2 separate regions of the Mus musculus genome follow, and region 1 is linked to region 2. A link is a contact called in public Hi-C data. All regions are on one chromosome and are shown on one strand. The core of a region is the stretch at or near the end of the contact, and the rest is flanking DNA. Distances in the headings are between cores, read along the strand shown. Region 1 overlaps Rab11fip3 (RAB11 family interacting protein 3 (class II)). Region 2 holds the start of Rhot2 (ras homolog family member T2).

The links. A called contact is a pair of places that touch in the nucleus more often than the background predicts.
Region 1: a Hi-C map of B cells shows a contact between it and region 2, with 11 read pairs. The contact joins the enhancer-like site here to the promoter of Rhot2 in region 2. A contact is called at or near these places in 2 of 39 promoter capture datasets (the C10 cell line and fetal liver), 1 of 484 Hi-C or Micro-C datasets (B cells), 6 of 115 datasets of contacts at active chromatin or transcription factors (bone marrow-derived macrophages, embryonic stem cells and pancreatic cancer cells) and 3 of 9 other capture datasets (adipose tissue, liver and pancreatic islet).

Annotation. Positions count from the first base shown.
Region 1 is chr17:26,010,690-26,015,599 of GRCm38.p6, forward strand. It overlaps Rab11fip3 (RAB11 family interacting protein 3 (class II)), which reads right to left. Exons shown (of 14, transcript NM_001162868.2): 5 at 3,085-3,228. Among named protein-coding and RNA genes, the nearest start is that of Capn15, 27 kb to the left of the region's middle. Within about 2 kb of position 1,547, at least 106 of the 459 cell types and tissues checked have an H3K27ac peak or open chromatin away from gene starts, as enhancers often do. A contact at or near this core is called in B cells and pancreatic islet, where this site is marked.
Region 2 is chr17:25,841,614-25,847,076 of GRCm38.p6, forward strand. Rhot2 (ras homolog family member T2) reads right to left here and starts at 2,912. Exons shown (of 19, transcript NM_145999.3): 1 at 2,787-2,912; 2 at 2,642-2,700; 3 at 2,476-2,557; 4 at 2,328-2,371; 5 at 1,494-1,547; 6 at 753-805; 7 at 567-675; 8 at 377-478; 9 at 144-242; 10 at 1-54. The coding sequence starts at 2,823. It overlaps Wdr90 (WD repeat domain 90), which reads right to left. Exons shown (of 41, transcript NM_001163766.1): 35 at 4,911-5,033; 36 at 4,627-4,801; 37 at 4,386-4,516; 38 at 4,158-4,301; 39 at 3,966-4,085; 40 at 3,762-3,846; 41 at 3,121-3,612. The coding sequence ends at 3,455.

The DNA.
Region 1 (4,910 bases), core at 297-2,796, 170 kb after region 2:
ATTGGTTAAAGGCCTCCAGCTTTGTGATGCTGCACAGAACACAGGGAAAAAGCTAAGTCACAGGTACCACGACGGGTTATGGCACAGGGTCTGGAACAGGACGGAGGTGTAGATCCAGTCCTGCAATGGCGGGGCAGGCAAGGGGCAGCCGCTCACAGACCTCCAAGTGTGTTCCACTCCCGAGATGCTCTGCCTTCCTGCAGTAACAGTGCTGCCCGACAGGAGCCTGTGTGGCCACTCGCCACCTAAGCCTAGCAGGAGATGCTATTGGTAGCGTCACATACCGCCTAATCTTCTCCAGACCCTTCTCCTAAAAGTCCCCCAGCCAGGGGCGTGTCCCTCTTCACACCAAGCCAATGGCATCTGGCGAATGTTGAGGTGAACAAAGAACCCAAAGATGTTTCCTATGAGTATGTGAAGTTGCAAATAGCCAGCAAGGAAACTTAGCTGCAATGCTGGTTCTGTTGGGCCTGGTCACAGAGACAGTGGGACAAAGGGCAGAGATAAGAGATGCACAGGCAGAGGAGCAGCAGGCGTGAGGTGTAAAGTGGTAATGCTAAGTCCTCTGAATTCAACCCTGCCTACAAACTCGAGGCCCCCAGAGCACAGGTGAGCACGACTAACATTCCAGGAAACAAACTATTCATGAATTTTGTCCTGATTTTTCTTTTTCTTTTTTTCTTTTTTTTTTTTTTTTTTGAGGCAGGGTTTCTCTGTATAACCCTGACTCTCCTGGAACTCACTCTGTAGATCAGGCTGGCCTTGAACTCAGAAATCCGCCTGCCTCTGCCTCCAGAGTGCTGGGATTAAAGGTGTGCGCCACCGTGCCTGGCTTGTCCTACTTTTTCAAGACAGGATTTCTCTGTGTAGCCCTGGCTGTCCTGGAGCTCGCTCTACAGACCAGTCTGGCCTCAAACTCAGAGATCTGCCTGTCTCTGCTGGATTAAAAGTGTGTGCTACCACCTCCCAGCAACAAATTTGATTTCAAAAACCCATCTTTAAATTCCCTACTCTGGTTCCTGTGCCTCATTTTTATAAAGTGCTGGAGTATCCTCTTTCACGTGTTAGATTGTTTTCTCCAACAAGGACAGCAGCCAACAAGGTAGCCACCTCCATAAAGGAGACAGGACATAGGCAGCTAGCGAGATCAAGGCATGCAGGGACAGCTGGGCCGCAGGAGAGTCCCAATGTCAGAGTGCCTGGCTAGAAGAGGTGACCAGAGCAGGAGCACCGCGGACAGCACCCAGCAGAGGGCAGCACTGCAGCGGGAGTCTCCGGCAGCACAGGTAACACCAGGTCCTCGTTACCTATTCATCTCAAGATCAGTCAGGCGGGCAGACAGATCCTCAAGGCGGTTGATCTGTTTATGGCACTGGCTACAGTAAAACTCAAAGGCCTCGTCAGTGAGGACGTCGCACAGCTTTGAGGCAAGAGGGTTGGAGCTAGAAAGACAGAGGGTCAGTCAGGAGAGAGAGAGGAGGCCCGCTTAGGTTATCTTTGCCAGGCACAGGGAGGAGGTGTTAACTGCACAAGTCAGACGCAGGGGAAGGGAATGAACTGTCCGAGGTGCTGGCTGTGCTCTTGCAACTACCATGAGCCCCGCCTTACACCACCCTGGGGAGCCTGGACACCCACCAGCTAGACACATGCCCCCTGCTGGCCAGTGAGAGCTATAACACAGAACCCCACTTAATAGTGGGCAATGTATCCTTATCCCCTGTGGAAGTCACCTGAATGTGACATCAAAGTGTGCCTCCAGGGGAGTTTATTTGCTGGGTTTCTGTCATTTTGAGATGATATTACTGTCTCAAACAAACAAACGAAAGGTGCATTGGCAGACTTGTGCTTTTGAGATCCGTGCTAACTTGGGATTCTGTCAACCTTGTGGGGATGCTGGGGCTCAACTCCCATGATTCCAATTCAACAAGCTCTTAGTGCACTATCATGATGCATCTGTTCTGGGCAACCTCATCCCTAGGGTAGGACCCACAGGCCATGGGAAGCTGATCTGGAAGTTCAATTGAAGAACTTCCGAAAGAAAGGAATATATAAAATGTAGTGTGGAAATTACAATTTAGATTAAAAACACCAGGCAGGAGATGGGGCAAACTTCACAAACAGGAGAGACTGCCACATGGATGCACAAATGCCAAATTCTGGAATAAGTCCACTACTTCAACTCAAAGTCCCTAGGACTCCTCGAAGGAGGACTGAGTGCCCAGGACGCACTCAGAGATCCCACTTCACAGCCAGTGCACCTTTGAGGTGGTATATGAGCAGGAGGCCCAGGTGAAGCTTACAGGTAGCCCTCCTAGCACTGGTTCCACATGTCTGTGCTGTCATGGTAACCGAGCTGAAGTAGACACAAAAGCATCACAAAATTCAGGAACATGAAAGCAAACAGGAGATGTTGGCAATATGGAAGAGCTGTCCAGACAGGTCCAGGCCCCACTGAGAGGCAGTGGTTTCCTTAGATGGAAAGCTCAGGAGGGACTACCTGGGCCTTCAGACAAGCCAGGCAGGGTCTAGTGAGCACACAAGTCAATGTCCTGAGGCACAACTTAAAGAGAGTGAGCATCTTCATCATGCCTACTCGATATCATAGCTGAGAACTTTTCAGAAAACTTGGCCAATATTAGCACATATGGCCTGGCTTATGATTCTTTTTTTTTTTTTTTTTTTAAATTTATTTATTATATGTAAGTACATTGTAGCTGTCTTCAGACATTCCAGAAGAGGGAGTCAGATCTCGTTACGGATGGTTGTGAGCCACCATGTGGTTGCTGGGATTTGAACTCTGGACCTTTGGAAGAGCAGTCGGGTGCTCTTACCCACTGAGCCATCTCACCAGCCCGCTGGCTTATGATTCTATAGTGTCCCTCAAAACCAGCCACAGGCCATAGAGTAATCAGTGACAGACAAGAGGATCTCAGCTAGACTTCACTCTGAGACAGGCTCAGAACTTGTCTGTGTGGTTTTAGCTACACAGACAAAGCAAGCCTCCTGACCAGCAAGGCCCAACAGAGGGGCTTCCCCAGCACTAGGTGTAGAGAGGGAGTAGATCATGACAGTGCAAGGTGTCACCTGGGGGTGAGAAAAGCAGGGTCCTCGCCGTCCCCATCGCAGAGGGTCTCCGGGGATAGTTCTGCCTCATTGCCCTCACCATAATCTTCAAAATGTTCCTCACTGCCAATCACCATGACGACAGCTTGGCTGTGGGGGCGGGATCTACAAAAGACAGAAGCAATTCTGAGTCACGGCCACAGGCACCCAGGCACCTGATGAGATGCGTACTATTCGACAAGCCACAGGTCTGAGCTCCATCACTGCAGGAGCCACACTGCTAAAACAGAACAGAAGCAGAAACAGGTGAGACCCATTTCCAAGAAGTGAGCTGCTACGTAAGCCATCACTTCAAAGGGGTATAAGGGAGACAATAAGGTGACAGACCATGCTAAGAGCTGTCAGTAGAGTCAGCCCTTTTGGTTCAAACCACAGTACTCCAACAGGGTTGTGGCTTTCAGTTTGACACCCATGAAGCTCACACACGTGGCCAGTCTTAGCAGCTGGACATCAGTAAAAGTGTAGGATCCCGTGCTGTCACAGCTGTCCTTCTTACCTGTGTACTCCCTTCCTGGATCTACTAAGGTCTAAAGAAATAGAACAACTTGCACTGGGTGATGGTGGTGCATGCCTTTAATACCAGCACTTGGGAGGCAGAGGCAGGTAGATCTCTGTGAGTTCGAGGCCAGCCTAGTCTAGAGAGTGAGTTCCAGGACAGCCAGGGCTACGCCGAGAAATCTTGTCTTCAAAAACAAAACAAACAGAAAATATAAAACAAAAAATTTAACAGATAAACAATTACGTCTTTCAGTAACTTTTTTTGTAGTACTGGGGCTAGAACCTAGGACTTGTACACACTGAGCAGTCAACCTTTTAAAGTGTTTGTTATTATTATTGTTGTTTTGAGACAGGGTCTCACTATATAGCTCTTGGGTAGCCCGCAACTCAAGAGGTAACCCAGGCTTGCCTCAAACTCACGAAGATCTCCATGCCTCTACACGTCCGTGCTGGAATTAAGCATGTATACCACCATACCTGTCAATTTTTAAATGATATTTTTATTTATTATTTATTATGTCCGTATGTGATCGATGTGGAGTCACAAAGATATGAATATTACGTCCTCCAGCTCTGACCTGAAGACTGTGGTAATGGTTCAGTCATGGTGGCGCATTCCTTTAATTCCAGCATTTGGGAGGCAAAGGCAAGCAGATCTCTGTGAGTCCAAAGCCGGTCTAGTGAATAGTGAATTTCATGACAGCCTGAGACACATAGTGAGACCCTGTTTAAAAAAAAATGACTTTTGTCCTGTGGTAGTGATGTACAAATTTAATCCCAGCACTTGGGAGAGAGATGCAGGCAGATCCCTGAGTTCAAGGTCAGCCTGATTTTGATTTACAGAGCGAGATCCAGGATAGCTAGGGCTACAAAGAGAAACCGCCCTGTCTCAAAATAAATAACAGTAGTAGTAGTAGTAGTCGTAGTAGTAGTCGTCGTATTTTAATTGTGCTAAGGGTTGGGAACATAGCTCAGTTGTTCAGAGTGCTTCTGAATATGAGCATTAGCTTCTGGGGCCGGAGAGATAGCCAGAATACTGACTGCAATTCTGGAGGGCCCACACGGCAGCTCACAATGTCTATACTCTGGGTCCGGAGATCCTGTAGTCTTTGTAAGCCTTTACAAGCTTACCTGTACTCATATGCACATACTAACGTGAGTTCATACACGCATGCATGCATGTACTCAAGTACCCACAAGTGCTTGTGGAGCACACACCAAGACTTGAATTTGAACCCCAATACCGCATAAAACTGGTCATCGTGGTGCGCACCTATAATTCCATCCCT
Region 2 (5,463 bases), core at 1,662-4,161:
CCTCTTCACATCCTCCAGGGCCTGTGGGGCCAGGGGATGGCCAAAGCAGGACTTCTGCCTCCGGTAAGAGAGTGCTTCAGATCAGTCAGCTATCCTGATGACCCTCTCACAAGGGCAGCTAGGGTGTCAGGGCAGGACCACACCTGGAAGGCATTGAGTTCCTCGTCGCTCAGCCCGTGGTCTCGGTCCTGGTCCGACAGCCTGAAGATGCGTGTGAGCGCCTGGGCGCATGCAGGCCTGAGCTGCAGGGACACAACACCAAGTGGCCCTTTTCCTGGCCACCCTGTCGGTACGCGTATTTACTTGTACTCCTTATCCAAGGCCCACATGGATGGGCCTTCGAGAAATAGGTGTGTGGCCCTCATCCACTACTTACCTGTTTGGCCTCAGGGTCATAAAGGGGGGCTGTGGGATGCAGAACAGCCTTCTGGGCATAGTAGAACAGCTCTGAGATATTCCTCAAGTGCTTGGCTGAACACTGGACAAGGGTGAGGGCAGGCTCAGGAGGGACCCATGACAGATCTAGGGAGCTGCTTCAGGGTCTTACCACAGCCCTCCCTGCTCACCTCCACGCAGGTCTCTATCTCAGGAAACTGGCTCATGATGGGCAGCACAGCCTCCATGGTACTCCCCGGCCGCAGGTCAGACTTATTGCCCACCAGGATGATGGGCAACCTGGGAGAGAGGCCATGATCACCAGGGATGGGGAGCAGGTGGGCTCTAGTCCCCCTAGCTGAGGCCCTGCTGGTCACCTGGGCCCTGTCGCCGTCCTGCCATTCACAAGCGGGATCCACTTGGTTCGGATCTGAAAGACCAAGTCCAAGTGTGAGGCGAGAGCAAGCGCATGCGCATGCTCACCAGCCCATGCTCTTCTTCCTGGGGCTACACAAGCTTTCAGAGTGCAGGAGCAAGCTGGTGGGAGACTGCAGACGACAGACAGGGACTTGTCCGATTCTCCCCAAGCAAGCTGGGATATGAGGAGAACACTTCCTAGCTCAGAGCTGTGGGGGTTCCTGAAAGGCTCAACAGACGTGAGGCTAGGAGAAAGGGCTGAGCATCAAGAGCCACTGTGTACTGTCCAGGCCAACTGCCAACTAAGCCAGGCACTAGGACAAGGAGGGCTAGAGAGATAGCTCAGTGGTTAAGAGCACTGACTGCTCTGCCAGAGGTCCTGAGTTCAATTCCCAGCAACCACATGGTGGCTCACAACCATCTGAGGACCTCTTCTGGTGTGTCTGAAGACAGCTAAATGTATTCATATAAACAAATGAGCTTTTTTTTTCTTTTTTTGGTTTTATTTTTTTTTTTTTGAGACAGGGTTTCTCTGTGTAGCCCTGGCTGTCCTGGAACTCAGGCTGTCCTCGAACTCAGAAATCCGCCTGCATATGCCTCCCAAGTGCTGGGAGTAAAGGCGTGTGCCACCACGCCCGGCTCAAATGAGTCTTAAAACAACAACAACAACAAAATGGCCAAGGAGATCCCCTCTTGCTTACCTTCTCAATGGTGGTCTCCTCAGACACATCGTACACCACACACACTACATTTGCCTAAAGGAAAGCAAGGCACAGGGTAAGCATAGTCTGCCGGCTCACTATGGACAGTACAGGCCACTCCTGGCCATGTCCCGGGTGCTCACAGCAGGATGGGTAGGGCTCTGAGGCCAGGAAAGTCCACCTTTGCCAAGCAGGCCTCTCCCTGCCAACACTCCCTAAGAGACACCAGACCCTAGCACCATGGCTCTAGACAGCACATCCTGGACTTATGACAGACCTATCACACGCAGGTTACAGTCCCAAGGCAGGTCTCTCTCACTTTCTATCTCAGTACAAGCAGCAAGGATGCTGCAGATGCAAGCAAGGAGACACTGCACCCTGACCAAGTGACCAAGTGACCTGCACCTATAGGACACAAAGAAGGCTGAAGGACTGCATTCAGGAACATAGTAAACTCTGGCATCAGGGAACGCCTAGTTAAGATGGCATCCACTACAGCCTAGGGAGGAATAGTACTGGGGAACCGAAGTATGTTAAGGAAAAGCAATGAAGGGTGTGTGTGTGTGTGTGTGTGTGTGTGTGTGTGTGTGTCTGCTCCCCTCAGACCCTGGGATGGATCACTAATGGCAGTACTGGCCAGGTCCTGATTCCCAGAAAGCTATGATCTGGAAAAGCCAACAATACTCAGCCGTGAAGGTCACAGCTGAATTATCAGGGTCAAGCAGAGTCACCTAATCCAGCCGCCAGGAAAGGAAGCCGATTAAGACTAGATGGCAGCAAGTTAGGACCAAAGAATTGGGCTCAGTACCCAAGGGCCTGCAAGATGCACCGCACCTTGTGGATCTCCTCCTGAAGTTCTTCCTCTGTCTGCTCCGCTTCTAAAAGGAAAAAGAATGCTATGTAGAATGGCTGTTGCGCTCGATTCAGACCGGCTGCAGGCTCAATACACACCGGCTGGGGGGCAGCATTTGGAGATAGATACCTGAGTAATCCACGATATGAGTGGGCACCTTCTCCGGGGTGACGTCGGCGGGGATGGTTATCTCCTCCGCGCGGGCAGGGACCTGCAACAGGTGGGTCAGTATTGAATGCGGAGCGGCTGCCCAGAGCCTGGCATCCGCCCTAAGTGCCCAGTCCGCCCCGCGCACCTCCTCGGGAAACTCCTCGCCGACCAGCGACAGGATCAGAGACGTCTTCCCCACCTGGGCTGCGCGGGGAGAGGGAACAGTAGTCAGGAGCACCGCCGAGGTCACGGCGACCCTACCGGTCTTCCCGCGGCCCCAGCGCACCTACCCTCGCCCAGCAGCAGGATGCGAACATCGCGCCGCATGGCTGCTGCCCGCAGCAGCACCCCAAACCCACCCCTCCCGGCCCGGCCCGGCCCAAGTAGACCCAATCCCAACCCCAACCCTCTCCTTCAACCCGCTCAGGCCCCCGCACTTCCTGTCTTCAGTACCGCCCTCACCCAAGCTTCCGGTCCCGCCCACACAGCACCAGCTAGTGGTTGGGCTAAGGCAAGGCGCCCGCGCCCGCCTGCCAGTAGAGTGTTCCTGACTCTGCAGGTGGTGCAAACAACTCAGACTCAACGGGCTCCTCGGGAGGAAAGGGTGAGCTCAGGCCAGAAGTGATGCAAAGACACAATTTATGGGACAATAAAACAATGTATCGCTATAATAAATGCCAGTGTTTATTTCCTTAAACTGTACAAAATAAAAACAATAAAACAACCTTCATGTGAAAAACAACCCAGTATGCCAAGTTTTGTGTAGGAGGGAGTGGTTCTGAGGGTCAAAACCACACTTCACAGATTCTAAGTCACTGCCACACCCTCAGCCTCCTTGAATCTTTTCAGATTTCACCCAAATTCCAAACAATGCAGTTCTGAAGCCTGTCCCAGCCATCCTGGCTCGGCATACAGCAATCCACAGTCTGGCTTTTCTGCCTATGTTCCTAGCAATAGCTCAGGGATCGGTGACTTCCCACACCAGGATCTCGTTGTGAGCAGCTGTGAAGAGCAGTCTGCCAGATGGAGTGAACCTACACAGGTGGACCGAGTCATCATGGCCTTCCAAGTCCTGGGCAGTCCCTGACGCACAGTCTAGGAGCCTCATCATGCACTCTGTGGGTAGATGACAGGGTGCTCTGAGTACTGACACCTTGCTGGGAACCTTGCTGAGGGGAGCAGGGCCATGACATCTACGCCCCCAAACCTGCTATGGCTGAGGACTGTCAAAGCTGCCCTCTCTATGTGTGTCGACCAGCACTCACCAGCAAAACCAACCACCATGAGCTGAGATCCTGGGGACAGGCTCAAAGACATGGCAAAGAAGGGCAGAGGTGTCTTCTGTATCACCTGTAGGAAAACAATATGACACTGAGGTCTCCTGCCAGGGACAAAGCCCAGGCTCCATGGCCTTCTAACCCTATGACACAGCCCTGGATGTCCACCTACAGAGCAGTGATCGCACAAACCTGCTTCTGACGGAGGCTGTAGAAGATGACCTCCTCATGTGCACCCAGGCCCACACACACCAGTATCGCCTTATCCCAAGGGCAGAAGGCAGCAAGAGAGGGGGGCAGGAGGCCTGGAGCCTGTGGAAAGCAGTATGTTGTGCTGGGTTGTGCAGACTCCAATCCCCACCCACATGACCGTGGAACTCTTACCTCTGAGACAGCAGGTGCAGGAAAGCTCAACCATTCCAGGAGTTCACAGCGGTCCCGGAGCCAGTCAGAGACCCAGATGCTGACACGTTGGTCCCCACTTGCAGCCAGCCACAGTTCTACACCCTCTACCCCTAGGTCTCCATACTGGGAGAAATGAGGGATGTGAGAATCTGCTGCCTGCCCACAGCACCCCAAACCCCTCCCCACCATCACCTGAGCTTGCCTTACTTCTTTGCTCGTGCTCTGGATAGCAGAAATTGGAGCACCCCGGTGGTCACTGAGCACACGGAAGGTCATTCCTGTGCAGGGGTGGCTTATAGCCACAAGTCCGTCCTTATCTCCAGATAGGATGGTCTGACCTGTGGCAGATGGAGACTATGATGCCATTATGTGAGCCCAACCCACAACCTGGAAGTGTGGTGCAGGCTAGCTGAGGTGGGCACGTGACTCTGTGGCCGCGTCTGCTCACCGTCGGTGGAGAAGGCGATGGCTGTCAGAGCGGTCCGGTGGGGGTGCATCTTGAGTTCCATTGCTGTACGAGAGATACTGAAGACTCGAAGTGTGCCATCGCTGTAGCCGGCCACCACCTGCTGCTGCTCTGGGAGTTCACAGGACGGGGGCGTCCACGCAAGGCAGAGACAGCTCTAGTGTTGCATGGAGGAGAAATCAGCATGGCCCCAGGAAGGAAGAGGACAGAGGGAGCCGAGCACATGACCGACACCCTCCCCCCCCCCACCAGATCTCCCAACCTACCTGGTTCAGCACCTGAAACTGGATCACCAGCTCCATGCTGGCCAAAGACCACACCCTCACGCTCCCATCCTCACCACAGGTGGCACAGTGAGACTCACCGGGGCTGAAGACCACCTCGTTTACCTGTGGGACCCCAGGACAGTTGAGGGGATGCCCATCTGGGCCTTTCCCACTCAGATCTCCAAGCCAGGCTGCCCACACGGGAACAACTGTCTTCTGCCCAAGCCCACTTGACCCAACCACCTCCGTGTGAGGTACATACTGCTCCTAGACTTAGGGATGAACCCGTCATAGGTAGGGCGTGGAAAACCCCGGGAAACACTGACAGAACCTAGAGTATATACTGTGACCTGGTGTCTCCAGCAGGCTACAGACTGAAAGAGAAAGCACGAGCCACTTGGATATCCCCACTGCTCAGAGCTCAAGTGGCTTTGTGGCTCTTTATTCAGACTGCTGAATGTCTTGATGGAGAAAATATGTGTACCTCGTGGGCACCACTGAGAATCAGGATTTTTGGAGGCAGGTGGCACAGATGCCATGAACCAGTAAAGTT